Linked DNA regions of Mus musculus: region 1 is linked to region 2. The links are chromatin contacts, called in public HiChIP or PLAC-seq maps. All regions are on one chromosome and are shown on one strand. Each heading gives the region's core, a stretch centred on a gene start, on an enhancer-like site or on the middle of the called end of the contact. The rest is flanking DNA. Distances are from core to core; before and after follow the strand shown. Region 1 holds the start of Efnb3 (ephrin B3). Region 2 has its middle 20 kb from the start of Tnfsfm13.

Region 1 (7,697 bases), core at 2,515-5,014, 160 kb before region 2:
TTTGACAGCACTGATTGAAGCAGTGACTTGGCTAATTAGTTCTAATTGAGTCTTTTCCTCATTTGGCTTCCACTTCCCTCCCACCCTCCCATCCTCTCTTCTCCTCTTTCCTGTATAGCCGCCCCCAAAGCGGGAGAGGGAGGGCGGGCAGGAGAGGGTGAAGGCAGGGCAGCTGGGGTCTGGGAGCAGAGGCAGCAGTGCCTGGGCTCCTGGTTCCTACCTGGTATGGTGTCCCTCCCAGGTTCCGCGCTGTGAGCTGCCCCTCTGTCTCTCTCCATGGGCATTTCAGACACAGGTTTTCGGGGTACAGCTCCTCCTCGGGGACCTGAAGATGGGAAAGACGTGAGTGAGAGAGGGGCTGAGAGAACTGCCCCAGATTTGCATGTACCACCTAAACTCAGCCCTTAGCAGGAGTCCCCTGTCCCCCACTCACTTTGTCCCACTCGCAGAAGCACCTTCATGCCTCTGGTTAGGCACACGCCTCCTTGCAAGCTCTCAAGGCCTTCCCGGGTCCCGTCTGATGTGGCTGAGAATAAGAGCAGAAGTAGAAGTCATCACTCCTAGGTCCAGCCCTCCCCTGTTCCCTGGGGGGGGGGGGGGAGGGAAGCACGACTGAATGCCAAGGGAGCATTACTGAATACCCAGTGGTGGATTCCAATGGCTCTAACCTTCCTCCCCCTCCATCCCACGGACACTCTATTTGCCCCTGCTCGACGTCTGGCAGTACCAATTATGTAGTAATCGTGGTGGGATCGGAACTCGTGGCCCCAGAGGTTAGGGCTGTATTCCTGGAACTTGATGGTGAAGCGGAGGTCCAGGTCTGGCCGGTCACATGTGAGAAGAAGGTTTGGGGCAGGGGGTGCCTCACAACGCCGACCCTGGGCACCCTCTACCAGGTACAGTTTGTAGAACTCATAACTAGGAGAGGAGTGGGGGCCAGGAGGCCGAGCCCGGGGACAAAGTAGATCTAGCCGGTCCCCGATCTGAGGATAAAGCACGTAACCGCCCTCTGCCTGGAACCTACAGGGAAGACAAGGTAGGCAGGGAAGAGGTGTCAGGGGTGTGGCGCCCAAAGCTTTCCCTCTCTCACTCCCAACCACCTCGGACAGCAATTCTTAGCTCCCGCCCATTGCCTTTGTTTGAGTCCTGTGTTCAGTAAGCCCGGGAACTAAGGGCTCTGCAAGCTCACATCAGAAGCAGCAGGAAGCCAGGCTCAGAGGTCTCTTGCCCCTTGGTGTGCCCAAATGCACTCTTCAGCCCGCCCTCACCACATGCACACTGCCATCTCCCGCTCCATCACCGGTGCCGTTGCCATGGCAACAGGATGCCAGTTACCAAGGAGCTGGCCTCTCTGGAACCACACAGCCTACCCCTCCCAGGTGATTTCACTATTCCATGGCATTCAACCATGGGGATGGAACCTCCCCCTCCTCCAGGCCACCACTGAATTTCAGGGCAAAGGGGGCAAGGTATAGGTTGGGGTGGTGGTGGTGGGGCTGGGATCTGGGATCCAAGTTAGTCAGTTAATGAGACATGAAGTAAATGCTAGTTTGGCAATGACCAAAATGGGGCTGATGAGAATGGACGCATAGATGCCAATCACTCTGATCATTCTTCCTGCGTTCCACCTTGGGGCTTAAACTTTCTGAGGAAAGTGTTCTCCAGTTGAGGAATTGAAGTAGTTGGCTTCTGTCACTACAGCTGACACAAACTACTAGCAGCATCTCCATGCCCAGTTAGCCAGGGAATGGATGGGCCCAGCACAGCCACAACCTGCCTACCACAGCAAGCCCCTGCCTGTGCATCCACAGTTGAAACCCGGTTCCACAAAGCTGTTGCCCAGCATCTTCCCAGATTCGTACTGACCAGCTCCCACCCAATACCCAAAAGAACCTCAGAAAGCCCCAACGCCTTGTCTCTCTCAACCCTAACAGGATAGCCCATTTATATCCTCAAGGTATACTTAGTGCTCAAAACTGCAGCCAGGAGTTGCTGGCAGGTGGGAGAACTTGTGATTGACTATTCCCACTGAGATATAGGAGGGAGAGGAGGTACCAAGATTGGAATAGGGCAGGAAAGCCAGGAAGCAAAAAAACAGAAACAAACAAACAAACAAAAAAACCAATCCTACCTCTCCTTTCATGAATGAGTACATAATATGTCCAAATACCTTGCCTCCAATCCTCATAACAGCTGTAAGGACTGAAGATACAAACTCAGAGAGGTTAAGTGACATGCCTAAGACCACACAGCTTTCTGCAAAGAGCAGGGCTAGTGTTAAGACCAAGTGCCTGATAAAGTCTCAGGTCCACTCCCCCCTCCCATGACCTCTCACAACCGCCCCAGCGAAGGAGGAAGTTTCTGAAACACAGAACTCTTGGGCTGGTGGGGATAGGAAATGTCATGGAGACAAATCACTTAGATGGCCTCCCAGAGGTTCTGTCTGCCCTGTGTGACTGACTGACCCTTGGCCTCTTTCCAAGCAAAGCTAGCATGTCAGGGACCGGAGTCCCCGATGGGAGAGTTTGCGGTCGGTCAAGATGACTGGAGAGGCCAGTGGCACCCTCAGGACTCCCAGTGGCAGGAGAGAAGGAGGGGGCTTTGAGGGGCCTCCAGAAAGAGTCCACCAAACCAGGAAGACAGGACCATGTTCTAGTTGCCAAACTGTTCAACCAAAGGGTCAACTAGTCCTCTGGCTGTGAACACCAGTTGGGAACACAGACTGAGAGTCAAGGAACCTTGGGTGGGTTGTTCTATAGCCCCAAACTGAACCCCCTTCCCCCTCATCTGCAACACCGAGTGCCTCCTGGGAGCTAGGTGTCCCTGCCCTTCTCCTCAGTGCCTCAGCAGCACCCATTCAGCACCTCTCTCCCGAGAGCTGACATTAACCAGGCTCCCTTCAACGCAGATGACACAGGTCTCCTCCAGAGCCAAATAGCCACTCCATTGCCCTCCCCCTGCCCGTGAACTTTATCTTTGCCCCTTTAAGATCTCCCAACTCCTGACACATGGTATCACCACCCACAACCAGCTCTGTGAGACTAGGAGTCTGGCTCTCAAGATCATTGCTCTGTCTTGTAACCTGTCACCTCACCTCAGCGCTACAGCAAGCACCCTTCTGCCAGCCCCCTCTCAGCTCAGAATCCTAGCCCGGTTAGTCTCAAAGCTTCCATATCCCTTATCCATGGGACTGGAATCTCCTCAGTCCCAACCACTCACCTCTTATTCGCCGAGTTCCAGTAGACAGGCTCCAGGCTGAGTCCAGATACCAGCCCCGCAAAACCTAACAGCAGCAGGGCCCCGACTTGCACACCCCCTGGCCCAAAATGGGGGGCCCCCATGACCCTACCAAGGCCTGGGGGCGGGGCACCAACTCCCCCAAAGTCTCTCACCCCCAGGGGTGGCTACCACGCTGTGGAACCCCAGTCACCCTGGTGGGTGGCTAGTCACCCCCAGCTCCCACAAGGACCCTCTTTTCTGCGATGCTTGCTCCCCGGCTCCAGAGCGCTCAGCCCCACAAGAACCCTTGCAGGGGCCGTCTGCAGGCGCCTTACGCGCCCCCGGCCCACGCGCCGCACCTCGGGATTTGTGCGCCCCGCTACGTGGGGGACATGGGGAGCCGAGGGCCGGGCGGGGGCAACATGAGGCGCCGGGCAAGGGAGCGAAGAAGGAGACACCGAGCTGGAGCCCCAGCCTCGCCGGGATTGAGGGCAGCGGGCTAAGGGAGGAAACCAGTCCCGAGCCCAGGAGGGGGGAGTTAAAGGAGAGGCGGGGAGGGGGAGAGCATGGTGGAGGGAAAAACCGGAGCTGGAGCACAGTCGGAGCGGGCGTCGCATCCCGCGGCCCACGCCCCCCACACCTCCCTCACCTCGCACACCTCCCGTCCGCCACCCCGCCTCGCTGCCCGGCGCGGTCTCTCACGCCCCCTTTGTCTCTGGCAGTGTCCGTCTCTGGCTGAGTTTCTACTTGCTTTCCTTCCTGCCCTCCGATTGCCCGAGCGTTTGGAATCTTCCTCGCTAGCATCCAGAAAGGCTCTTGCCCTCTCCACCCCGAAAAAACCTTCCCCCTTTGCTCCCCGCAGCCTACTCCTCTCCCATTCCAAAACAACACCGCGGCTTTCCAGGCGGTCTGGAGAGGATAATGATAACCTTGAAGGCTAGGCACTTCACAAAGTAACGCTAAGTTGATGGGCTACCTGTGTGAAGTGGGAGGGGGTAGAGCTATCCAGGTTGAGAGGGGACCCCGTGACTTGCCCAAGGTCACACGGGGAGTTTAGGAAAACCCCGAAGACACAATCTAGGCTGCTGAACTCCCCCTTTCCTGGGGTTCATTTTGTCACGGTTTCTTGGACCCTTTACTGTTTTCTGTGGATTAGACGAAGAGACCAGGGAGTAGTAAATTTTGGCCCTTCTTGGGTGATCACGGAGAAAAGTATGACTGGGAGAGGAAAGGGGGTACCTATAACCCCAAAGCAGCAATCCACAGGAAAGGCTGTTTCCAATTATCCTGGGGGAAGGGAGGAGCTGCCTTCTTGGGTGTAAGAAGCAAGGCTTTCAGCACCTCCCGGCAGGGGCGACATTCCTCTCCTTCCAGCCCAATCCTCCACAGGCTGCTCCTTTCCCTTTGACTGTGGTCCCCACCATGGCCCCGTTGACAGCATCTCTTCAAAGACTCTCATTCTGGGTATTTGACAAGGTGTGTGGGGAGGAGGGAGAGTGGACAGATGGAGAAGCACGAAGAACTACCGAGCAAGCCCCTTGCCCGAGCGTGCGCCGCAGTCTAGAGGGAGTCCAATAAGAAGCAGCTGTTTTTCTGTTTGCTCCTTCCTGTGTGTCCTTCCTTTGCCTACTGGGGTGCAGTGGGACACCGTGTCTTGCACCCTTCTCTTCTGCAGCTGCATGATAGTAAACAGGGCGGTGTGCAGCCATCAGCACTGACTTGTCTGTCTGTCACTGTCTGCTTAGTCTCACAGTCACACTCAATCGTCTGCCACCCCTGCTCAGGCCAGCTCACTCTGACCCCTGATGCAGCCACCTCAGGAGTGAGATTTTAAACAGGTTTGCTCCTCAGTTTACCAAGTTGCCTAGCAACCACACAGTCAATGGCATGAGACCCCACCCCCACCTGCTTGACTTCACACCATGCTCAGCACCTCATTGGCTCCTGCCTGGTCCCACCCCTCAGCCCCTTGGTTTTGGGAACAATATGCCAGACCCCACAGATGCCGGACAAAGGAACCTACTACCACCAGTCACGTGCCACCCCGAACAGACACAATGACTCCAGTGTGACACAAAGTCTTTATATTAACTCATCCCCACAGCCTCTGTCCTTCTTTGTCCCTTTTCATCCTGGTCGTCAACAGGGCTACTGGGGTCAGGTCCCCCTCCACACCACCAGAGCTGAAGCTGACATTCGGGATGGGCGTGGCACAGGGAGAGCAGAGGAAGCTCCAGCTCCAGCTCACCTTCATCCCCGCTATTGGTGGGCTCAGGGAACACGCGCTGGCCAGAAGCAGTGGCCAGTAGAGGCAAGGTAGGGTGAAGGCTGGAGAAGAGAGCAGTCGGTCAGCACCTAGTTCAAGATAATACCCAAGAAACCCACCTTCCTCCCAAACCCTAGCCCCAAGCTCCTTCAGGGAATGAGGACCTGACTCCGTTGGTGCAGTCCTTCTGAGGCAGAAAAGTCACCACGGGTTCCAGCTTGCTGTCGTCACTAAGAGCTCCACTGATATCCCACACAGAGACAACTCCACTGGTGTTGCCGCTCACTAGGAACTGACCGCTCCTGGGAAAGACGGGAGATTTGTAGCAGACAGGCATGACCCTTGGGGTAGAAGCCATTCCTATGTAGTGGCCTAGACCCCTACGGCAGCATTCTGACATCCTTGCTTGAGCCTGGAAGGGGCCAGAGCCACTTACGGGTCCAGATCAAAGTAGATGCGCTGATTAGTGGTCACTTCCCGACTCAGAGACCACAGGAGGTGGCCTGGCTGCCGGAGATCCCAGCACAGAAGTTCAGCATCCTAAAGATAAGAACAGGGGTCTGGAGTCAGCCACTCTCTCTGCTGACTCCACCTCAGCCTCCCTGAGTCCCTCAAACTTGGCACATTTTAACACGTTACAGACAACATCCCCACTCCTGACTACCCACATGCTTTGGGCTCTGACCAATACCTTTCGGGCTCCCGAGAAGAAGAGATTGCCATCAGGGTGAAAGCAAAGGTGGGTGATACCCCCTTGGTGGCCTCCCAGCAAGGCAAGAGGCGAACCATCATCCCAGGCATACAGGCCTATGGTGCGGCCGTAGGAGCCACAGGCATAGAGGGGCTGGGATGGACTGAAGGCTATACAGGAGATGATACCGCTCTGGCCCTGCTTTTTGGCTGTGGAGGAAACAAGAGAACAGTTAGTACAGGGCGTTACCTAGCTAATGGCCTCCACCCTCCACCGACATGCTGGGACTCAATCCGCCGCCATGTTTGTCACAAGCAATCTGACGATCTCGTATGGTTCCCGGGTCACTCAGTTCCCTAAAGAGCCTAGCGCCCTTCTTCCCTCTCACATCCCACTTTTCCTGGAAGGGATGAAGAGCTAAAGGCCTACAGGAAATGGGACTCTCCTTCCCCTTCAACTTTCTAAAGTTCAGTGGTACAATGCCTGTCTAACCCAACAGAAGAGCCTGGGGAGGGCTCCCTCTATGCCCGGAGGCTGCTGTCTCCTTCGGATGGACTTGTGCCTACCAGGCTTGTACTGTCAACAGGTACCCAAGCTCACTCGAGGCCCCCCCCACAGGAGCTACTCTTTCATCTCCCACACCTTGGAGGCTTACCAAATGTGGCTCGCACCTCACAGTCTCTGCCAGGTCTGGATGTGGAAAAGACACGCACAGTCCGGTTGAAGCCACAGAAGAGTTGGGAACCATCCGGGGAGAAACAGAGCGAGTGGGCTGCTGTCAACTCATCCTAGGAGCGAGAGAGGGCTGGAGACAGGCCTGCAAAGTTTCAGTTGTCTGCCAAGGAGGAGGGCTGGGCCACGGCGAGCACAGGGCTGGACAGGACAGGGAAGTCAGTACCAGGTGGTTGTAAGCGCGAAAGGAAGCCCGTAGTTCTCCAGTGAATGCATCCCAGATGTGAATCGGGTTCTCCCGGCTGCTGCTGGCCACACTGAGGGAAACACGGATGCTCAGACCTGGCTCTGACTGTCAAAAGGGAACCAAGTGCCCAGCCCTCTCAGCTTCTGTCAGGGGACACACTTCGCGCCTCCTCCCTCCCTCCCTCCCTGCCTCCCTCCCAGGAGCCCTTCTTGAAACTGGGTGTGTGGGCTGGGTAAGGAGATAATGGGAAGGGACCTCGGTGAAGTGCACAGGAGGGTCATTACCACTTACTAGGAGGTGTCTGGCTGGGTGGAGGACATCAGAGAATACCAGCAGTAATCATAGATGGTGTCGCCCTCCACCATTCGAAGGACAGGAACCTGGACAGAGATGTGGGAATGCTGGGGTCACCGGCAGGAGAAAAACTTGTACACCCTCCCTGGGGAGAGCTAAGGCCCAGGGGGAGACTATCCAGGTAGGAAAGAGCACGCGGGGCTCAAAGAACGCAACTCTTACCACCCTAACATTTAACTCAGGCACTACTGCCAGACTTGGGCCACCAAAAGGCAGCAGATTCATCATTTTTTTAAACACTCATATAG
Region 2 (6,736 bases), core at 1,474-3,973:
TGTAGATTAGGCTGGCCTCAAACTTAGAAATCCACCTGCCTCTGCCTCCCAAGTGCTGGGATTAAAGGCGTGCGCCGCCGCCGCCACCACCACCACGCCTGGCTTGAAACACGTCTTTATATGGGAGGTAGAAAGAATGCTAACAGCTGGGTGGCAGGAACTCCAGCCTGTCATGGTGACAGAGGTTAAAAGCCAGGCAGGGCGTCACTCACCTACAGTCCCAGCACTTGGGAAGCTGAAACTAGAGAATCCTGATCTGTTGGGCGGGCGGGCGGGCGGGCGGGCGGGCAACACAGGGAGTTTCAGGGCAGTCAGGGCTACATCATGAGACCATCTCTGAAAACCAGAAAAATCAAGCAAGCATGCAAGGAAACATACAAACAAAAATGTGAGTTCAAAGGTTAACTGTTTAGGAGAGTGCTAACCCCAGGGTTGGGACCAGAAATGGAAGAGCTGATCTTGAGTTCCCTGTATGAGGAAAGGAATGTAAATCTGCTTGGTCAGCTGGTTTTCCACCTGGGAGTTACCCGAGCTTGATTGACTGCCCAAGGGAAGGGGGTAGAAGCAGAGGGAGAAGCCAGCGATGATCCTGGATCCTCAGGCGGTGCCACAGAAAGAGGACAAAGAGGACATGGCCACGGTTTTTTGTTGTTTTGTGTTTTGGGGGCGTGTTTTTGTTTTGTTTTTGTTTGTTTTTCGAGACAAGGTTTCTCTGTATAGCCCTGCTGTCCTAGAACTCACTTTGTAGACCAGGCTGGCCTCGAACTCAGAAATCCACCTGCCTCTGCCCCCCCACCCCCCAATGCTGGGATCAGAGGCATGCACCACCACTGCCCGGATCATTGGGGGGGGGGGGGTGTTTTGAGACAAGAATTTTCTATGTTCCCTGGGTGGGATTAATACTAGCTCTTCCTCCTACAGACCTGTGGCATGGGCCAGCTCAACTGAGTCTCTGTTGGGGGGGGGGGTTACTTTGTGCCTTTACACTGAAACCGTAGGTGACCCAACCACATGCAGGACTCTCTCCCATCCAAGAGTTTCTTCTTCTTCCTCCTCCTCCTCCTCCTCTTCTTCTTCTTCTCCTCCTTCTTTGTTTTTTCCAGACAAGGTTTCTCTGTGTAGCCCTGGCTGTCCTGGAACTCACTTTGTAGACCAGGCTAGCCTCGAACTCAGAAATCTGCCTGCCTCTGCCTCTGCCTCCCAAGTGCTGGGATTAAAGGCGTGTGCCACCATGCCTGGCTTATACAGGTCTCTTTAAAAAAAAAAAAGAAAGAAAGAAAGAAAAGAAAAGAAAGGAAAAGAAAAGAAAAGAAAAGAAAAGAAAAGAAAAGAAAAGAAAAGAAAAGAAAGGAAAAGAAAAGAAGAGAAAAAAGTAAGAAAAGGCGCTGGAGATGTGGCCCAGCAGTTAGGAGCACTGGCTGCTCTTCCAGAGGCTCTGGACTCCTAGCCCTCCGGTGGCAGCTCACACTGTCTATAACTCCAGTTTTAGGGGTGATCCAACACCCTTTTCTCACCCTGACACACTTGTGGTACACATACATACATACTGACAAAACAGCCACATGTGTAAAATAAAATTTTAAAAAGAAAGAAAGGGAGAGAGGAAGGGGCTTTAAATCTAATCTGAGAGAGAGAGAGAGAGAGAGAGAGAGAGAGAGAGAGAGAGAGAGAGAGAGAGAATGAATACCAGACAATGAGAAAAGAAAGCAAAGCCAGAAGTCAGCACCTGTCTGAGGGCCTACGAGGTCACTATTGTCTCACGTGAGGGTCAGGGCTCTGCATATCTGCCTTGATCTTCCCACTAATAAGCCAGAGCTGGTGGCGCGTGACTGCCCAGCTGTCTTTGATTAACTCCGGAGCTCTGCTCTAGAGCCCGAGTCCTCACCTTGGCGTCGGGATCACAGCAACAAAACAAAACAAAACCAAAAACAAAGAAAACAAACCAAAACAAAAAAGCCAACTTCTTCAGTCTGTCCTCTCAAAGGAGCGAGGTAGACGAGGTAGACACCTAAGGGTCCTAGGCTGTGAGTCATGAGGGTCCTCAGAAACACCCGGCATGCAGGCTGATGCTCTCTTTGCAGGGAAGCTGGTGAGGTAATGAGGCTTGACCTTGAAACTGAGCCCCGGGCTCAGTCTTAGGAAAGTAAGGCTTATCTGGGAGGCCATGGAGGTTTGGTACTTTTGCCACTAAAGCAGTGAAGGACCCCCGGCACACCAAGATGCGTTGCAATGAAGAACTCACACACCCTGGAGGGGCCGCAGGTGGTATGTGAACTTTGAATGACGGGGCAAGGGACATGTGCAGGCCATGCCAAAGGGATACTCACAGACCGCCAGCCTCCATTCTCATTTTCTCTCTTTCGTTTTTGTTTTTGTTTTTTTCAAGACAGGGTTTCTCTGTGTAGCCCGGGCTGTCCTGGAACTCACTCTGTAGACCAGGCTGGCCTTGAACTCAGAAATCAGCCTGCCTCTGCCTACGGAGTGCTGTGATTAAAGGCATTACCACCACGCCCAGCTGCCATTCCCATTTTCTATGTTCACACAGTTTGTAAGTTCTTTGGAGAGCTTCCAAGCGGCTGAGGCACATAAAGCTCTGAGGCTTGAATGGGCTGGAGAGACTGCATAGCAGTTAAGAGCATTTGCTGCCCTTGCTGAGTGAGGGCCAGGGTCGGATTCCAGCACCAGCATGGCGGCTCGCAAGCATCCGTAACTCCAATCCTGGGCATATGACGCCCTCTTCTGGCTCCTACTGGTACTGCATGAGTGTGGTGCACATACAGACAAGCAGGCAAAACATTCATACACGTAAGATAAATATGAAATAAAAACTTTCCGTGACTTGTTCTGTACTTGTGTCTGTCATTAAGTTCAGAGTAAGACACAATAAGCGTCAGGATCAGGTTTTTGGTTTTGAGTGGCAGTACATGACTTCTAATCCTAGCACTGGTGGATCTCTGAGTTCAAGGCCAATCTGATATACAGAGCAAGTTTTAGTATTTCCAGAGCTACATAGTCAACCTTGTTTCAAAATCAAGAGGAGGAGGACGGGAAGCAAAGGAAAACACGTGGGTGCCAGCATTCTTTAGCAATCTGTTTCTTATCTGCAGCTAGAGGGTGACCAGTTGACTCAAGCTCTTGTTACCATGGTTTCCCTGGTCAGCTCCTCCTCCCACAGAGATGGAGTTGTCTCTGGACTTGAATCACAGTTGACAGGATGATTTGATCAATAGATCGTAGCAGTAGTATTCAGGCTGTGAAACAATCCTGTGAAGTGTAGATGACTGCTTCGTCCAGCTCACAGTGAGCCTTCTGTACTGAAAGCAGGCAGAGCTGTGATTTACGGCCATCTCTGGCTACCTTTACTTCCTAATTTATTACCCTGCCAGACTCTCTTTAAATAAACTATTTGCTGTTGTTTCTGTTATCTCAAGACAAGAGTCTCTCTGTGTACCCCTGGGCTGTCCTGGAACTCACTCTGTGCATCAACCTGGCCTTGAACTCACAGAGACCTGTCTGTCTTTGCCTCCCAAGTGTCTGGCAAGGGGCTATTTATCTATTTAACTTTTTAGCTTTTTTAATGTGTATGAATATTTTGCCAGGATGTGTGTGTGTGTGTGTGTGTGTGTGTGTGTGTGTGTGAGAGAGAGAGAGAGAGAGAGAGAGAGAGAGATGGAAGAGTGTCTTAAAAAAGGGAAAGAAGCCAGGTGATGGTGGCGCATGCCTTTAATCCCAGCACTTGGGAGGCAGAGGCAGGCAGATTTCTGAGTTCGAGGCCAGCCTGGTCTACAAAGTGAGTTCTAGGACAGCCAGGGCTATACAGAGAAACCTTGTCTTGAAAAACAAACAAAAACAAAACAAAACAAAAACACGCCCCAAAAACACAAAACAACAAAAACCCATTTCATCAAAGAAGATATGGGGGGCAAGGGGAAGAAGAGCTTGTCTTGACTCTGGAGAAAAGTGAATGTCTTCTGAGGGAAGACATTCTAGGGTCCTGGGGTTGGCAGTGAAACAAGCCTCAACTAGCAAGGCAAGCTCTCTCTGGAGGTGGTGTGCTCAGGCGGAGGGATCAAAGATTTCCCCACAGACCAGGTTCAGAGGCCAAGAACAGCTCACAAGTAAAAGCTACAAGCCACCCAGGCACCGGGCACAAGCTGAGAGACAGTGCAGAGCTACCAAGGCTGTGCCGCACTGCTGCTCACTGGGACCAGGCACAGGGGGCGCCTCTGATAAAGACATCTGTTACCAGGCTTAGTGCAGGTCAGTCATCCTAGTCACTGGAGACACAGACAGCATGAGGTCATAACCTAAAGACCCATAGTAGTAGTGGTGGGACCCTTTCTCAAAATAAAAATTCTAAAAAAGGAGCTGGAGAGATGGCTCAGTGGTTAAGAGCACTGCTCTTCCAGAGGTCCTGAGTTCAAATCCCAGCAACCACATCTGTAATGGGATCTGATGCCCTCTTCTGGTGTGTCTGAAGATAGCTGCAGTGTACTCATATAAATAAAATAAGTATTTTTTTTAATTCTAAAAAAGAAGAAAAATTAAACTATTTTTCACCATAAGTTGTTTTGTTGTTGTTGTTTTGTAAATTGGGCTGAGAGATGGCTCAACAATTTAGAGCACTTGTTGCTCTTGCCGAGGATACAAATGCAGGATCAATTCTGAGAACCTGTGAGATGTCTCGCAATCATCCATAGCTCCAGTCCCAGAGCACCTGACCCTCTCTTCTGGCCTCCATGAACACTGCACGCATGTGGTGGTACACACACCTACATGCACTCACACAGATAAAACAATGAAGTCTAAACCAGGATCTATCTCCTGTAGACCAGGCTGGCCTTGCACTTGGTAAGTAGTAGAGGCTAACCTTGAACTCCTGACTCTCTTGCTTATACCTTCCAGGTGCTGGGTGGCAGGTGTGGGAAGTACCACGTTCATTTGGACGTAAGAGGAATAGAATTTTTTTTCCATTTTTTATTAGGTATTTAGCTCATTTACATTTCCAATGAATTTTTTTTTCCTGTTCACTAACTTCTATCCCCATCCTTCACGATGGTTGGGCTTTGTCCCTGCATCTGTAACTGTCACCAGCAAGCGTCCAGGCCCAGCTGCCCCCAATCTCAAGCAGAGTAAAGTCTGCCCCATAGGACACAGATCCACTCCAGGTGGTCTCTTCTCACAGTATTGTCTAGCCTAAACCCACAGGTTGGCAAAGCAAGCCAGAGGCATGACACAACGCACAGGCAGGAGAGAAGTGTTTAGACTGGGCAAGCAGGTAAATCAATATACAGACACATTTTAATAACACGTTAAGGTTTTAATGTGTGGATGTGTGTGAGGGTGTGTTGTGTGCGTGCGTGTGTATGAGTATGTGTATATGAATTGGAATTAACTCAGTGGATAAACTAAGACAGGTGACGTCCCAGCTAAAGAATATAGTGACTCAAGGGACAGACTTGAAGATGTCCAGAACGCCACCTTGCCACCTTTAATCCCAGCACTGGCAGAGGCAGGAGGAGATCGAGGCCAGCCTGATCGACAGAGCCAGTTCCAGGACAGCCAGAGCTACAAAAAGAAACCCTGTCTCAAAAAAAAAAAAAAATTAAAAAAGACATGGAGGATTCTACAGCTTATCAGAACTCAAAGCAGGTGATAGACTGGAAAGAAATTTATTTCTTCAGAATTGCTGAAATCTTCTGGTACTCCAGAGCCTGCCACGTGTCAGGAAAGCTAAGGGAAAGAATAGAAAAGAGGCACAAGAAAAGAAGGTCTCAAGAGCAGCTAAAGAGAGTCAGACCGCCCGCCCGCTCCCTCCCTCGCCGCCCGCGTCTCTGCAGCAAGGGAAGCCGCCGGGGAGGGGCAACACATAGGGCTGGGACTCAATTTAAAAGGCGGGAAAACCCATTATCAAAGGTCACAGACTGGCCTGGGCTCAGCAGAATGGTGCATGGTTAGTCTGTAACTTGGCCTGCCCCACCCCCTCTCCCGAGGGGTAGGGGGAAGACGAAGACGAGGAAGAAGGCTGGCTTCAAAATCAAAATTATCCCAATCAGCTGGGCATGGTGGCGCACACACCTTTAATCCCAGCATCCAGTAAGCAGAAGTGGGCTGATCTCTGAATTCAAGGCTAACCTGTTCTACACCAATGAATTACAGGCCAGGCAGGGATACCTAGTGAATCCTTGTTTCTTTTCTTCTTCCTTCTCCTTCTTCTTCTTCTTTTGGTTGTGAGCCTTCATGTAGTTATTGGGAATTGAATTTAGGACCTCTACTCGCTCTGGCCTTGTTCGCTCCAGCACAAAGATTTATTTATTATAAATAAGTACACTGTAGCTGTCTTCAGACACACAAGAAAAGGGTGTCAGATCTCATTACGGATGTTTGTGAGCCACCATGTGGTTGCTGGGAATTGAACTCAGGACCTTCAGGAAAGCAGTCAGTGCTCTTACCCGCTGAGCCATCTCACCAGCCCTGAGTCCCTGTTTCAAAACACAGCAGTATCACCACCAGTAGCAATAAACAAACAAACAGTGCTAGCTAGAATTGGAGAGATGGCCCGTTCATTAAGAGAACTGGGGCTCTTCCGAAGGACCAGGATTTAATTCCCAGCATTCGCTCTGCTAGTCATAGCCATCTGTAACACCCAATTCCAAAGGTTCCGACGCCCTCTTCAGGCCCCTGCTGGAAATGCATATACGTGCACAGCTATACATGCAGGCAAAAATCCATACAT

What was found. HiChIP or PLAC-seq counts read pairs in DNA pulled down with a chosen protein or histone mark.
Region 1: a contact with region 2 is called in an H3K27ac HiChIP or PLAC-seq map of embryonic stem cells, with 9 read pairs. The contact joins the promoter of Efnb3 here to the enhancer-like site in region 2. A contact is called at or near these places in 2 of 39 promoter capture datasets (both in embryonic stem cells), 1 of 15 datasets of contacts at CTCF or cohesin (embryonic stem cells), 4 of 484 Hi-C or Micro-C datasets (Sertoli cells and embryonic stem cells), 4 of 115 datasets of contacts at active chromatin or transcription factors (all in embryonic stem cells) and 2 of 9 other capture datasets (adipose tissue and liver).

Annotation. Positions count from the first base shown.
Region 1 is chr11:69,556,473-69,564,169 of GRCm38.p6, forward strand. It overlaps Efnb3 (ephrin B3), which reads right to left and starts at 3,765. Exons shown (of 5, transcript NM_007911.5): 1 at 3,220-3,765; 2 at 728-1,020; 3 at 434-526; 4 at 221-325. The coding sequence starts at 3,341. It overlaps Wrap53 (WD repeat containing, antisense to Trp53), which reads right to left. Exons shown (of 10, transcript NM_144824.3): 4 at 7,387-7,475; 5 at 7,075-7,165; 6 at 6,832-6,964; 7 at 6,177-6,385; 8 at 5,922-6,025; 9 at 5,650-5,787; 10 at 5,282-5,547. The coding sequence ends at 5,307.
Region 2 is chr11:69,712,963-69,719,698 of GRCm38.p6, forward strand. No RefSeq gene overlaps it. Among named protein-coding and RNA genes, the nearest start is that of Tnfsfm13, 20 kb to the left of the region's middle. Within about 2 kb of position 2,724, at least 75 of the 459 cell types and tissues checked have an H3K27ac peak or open chromatin away from gene starts, as enhancers often do. A contact at or near this core is called in Sertoli cells, adipose tissue, embryonic stem cells and 1 more, where this site is marked.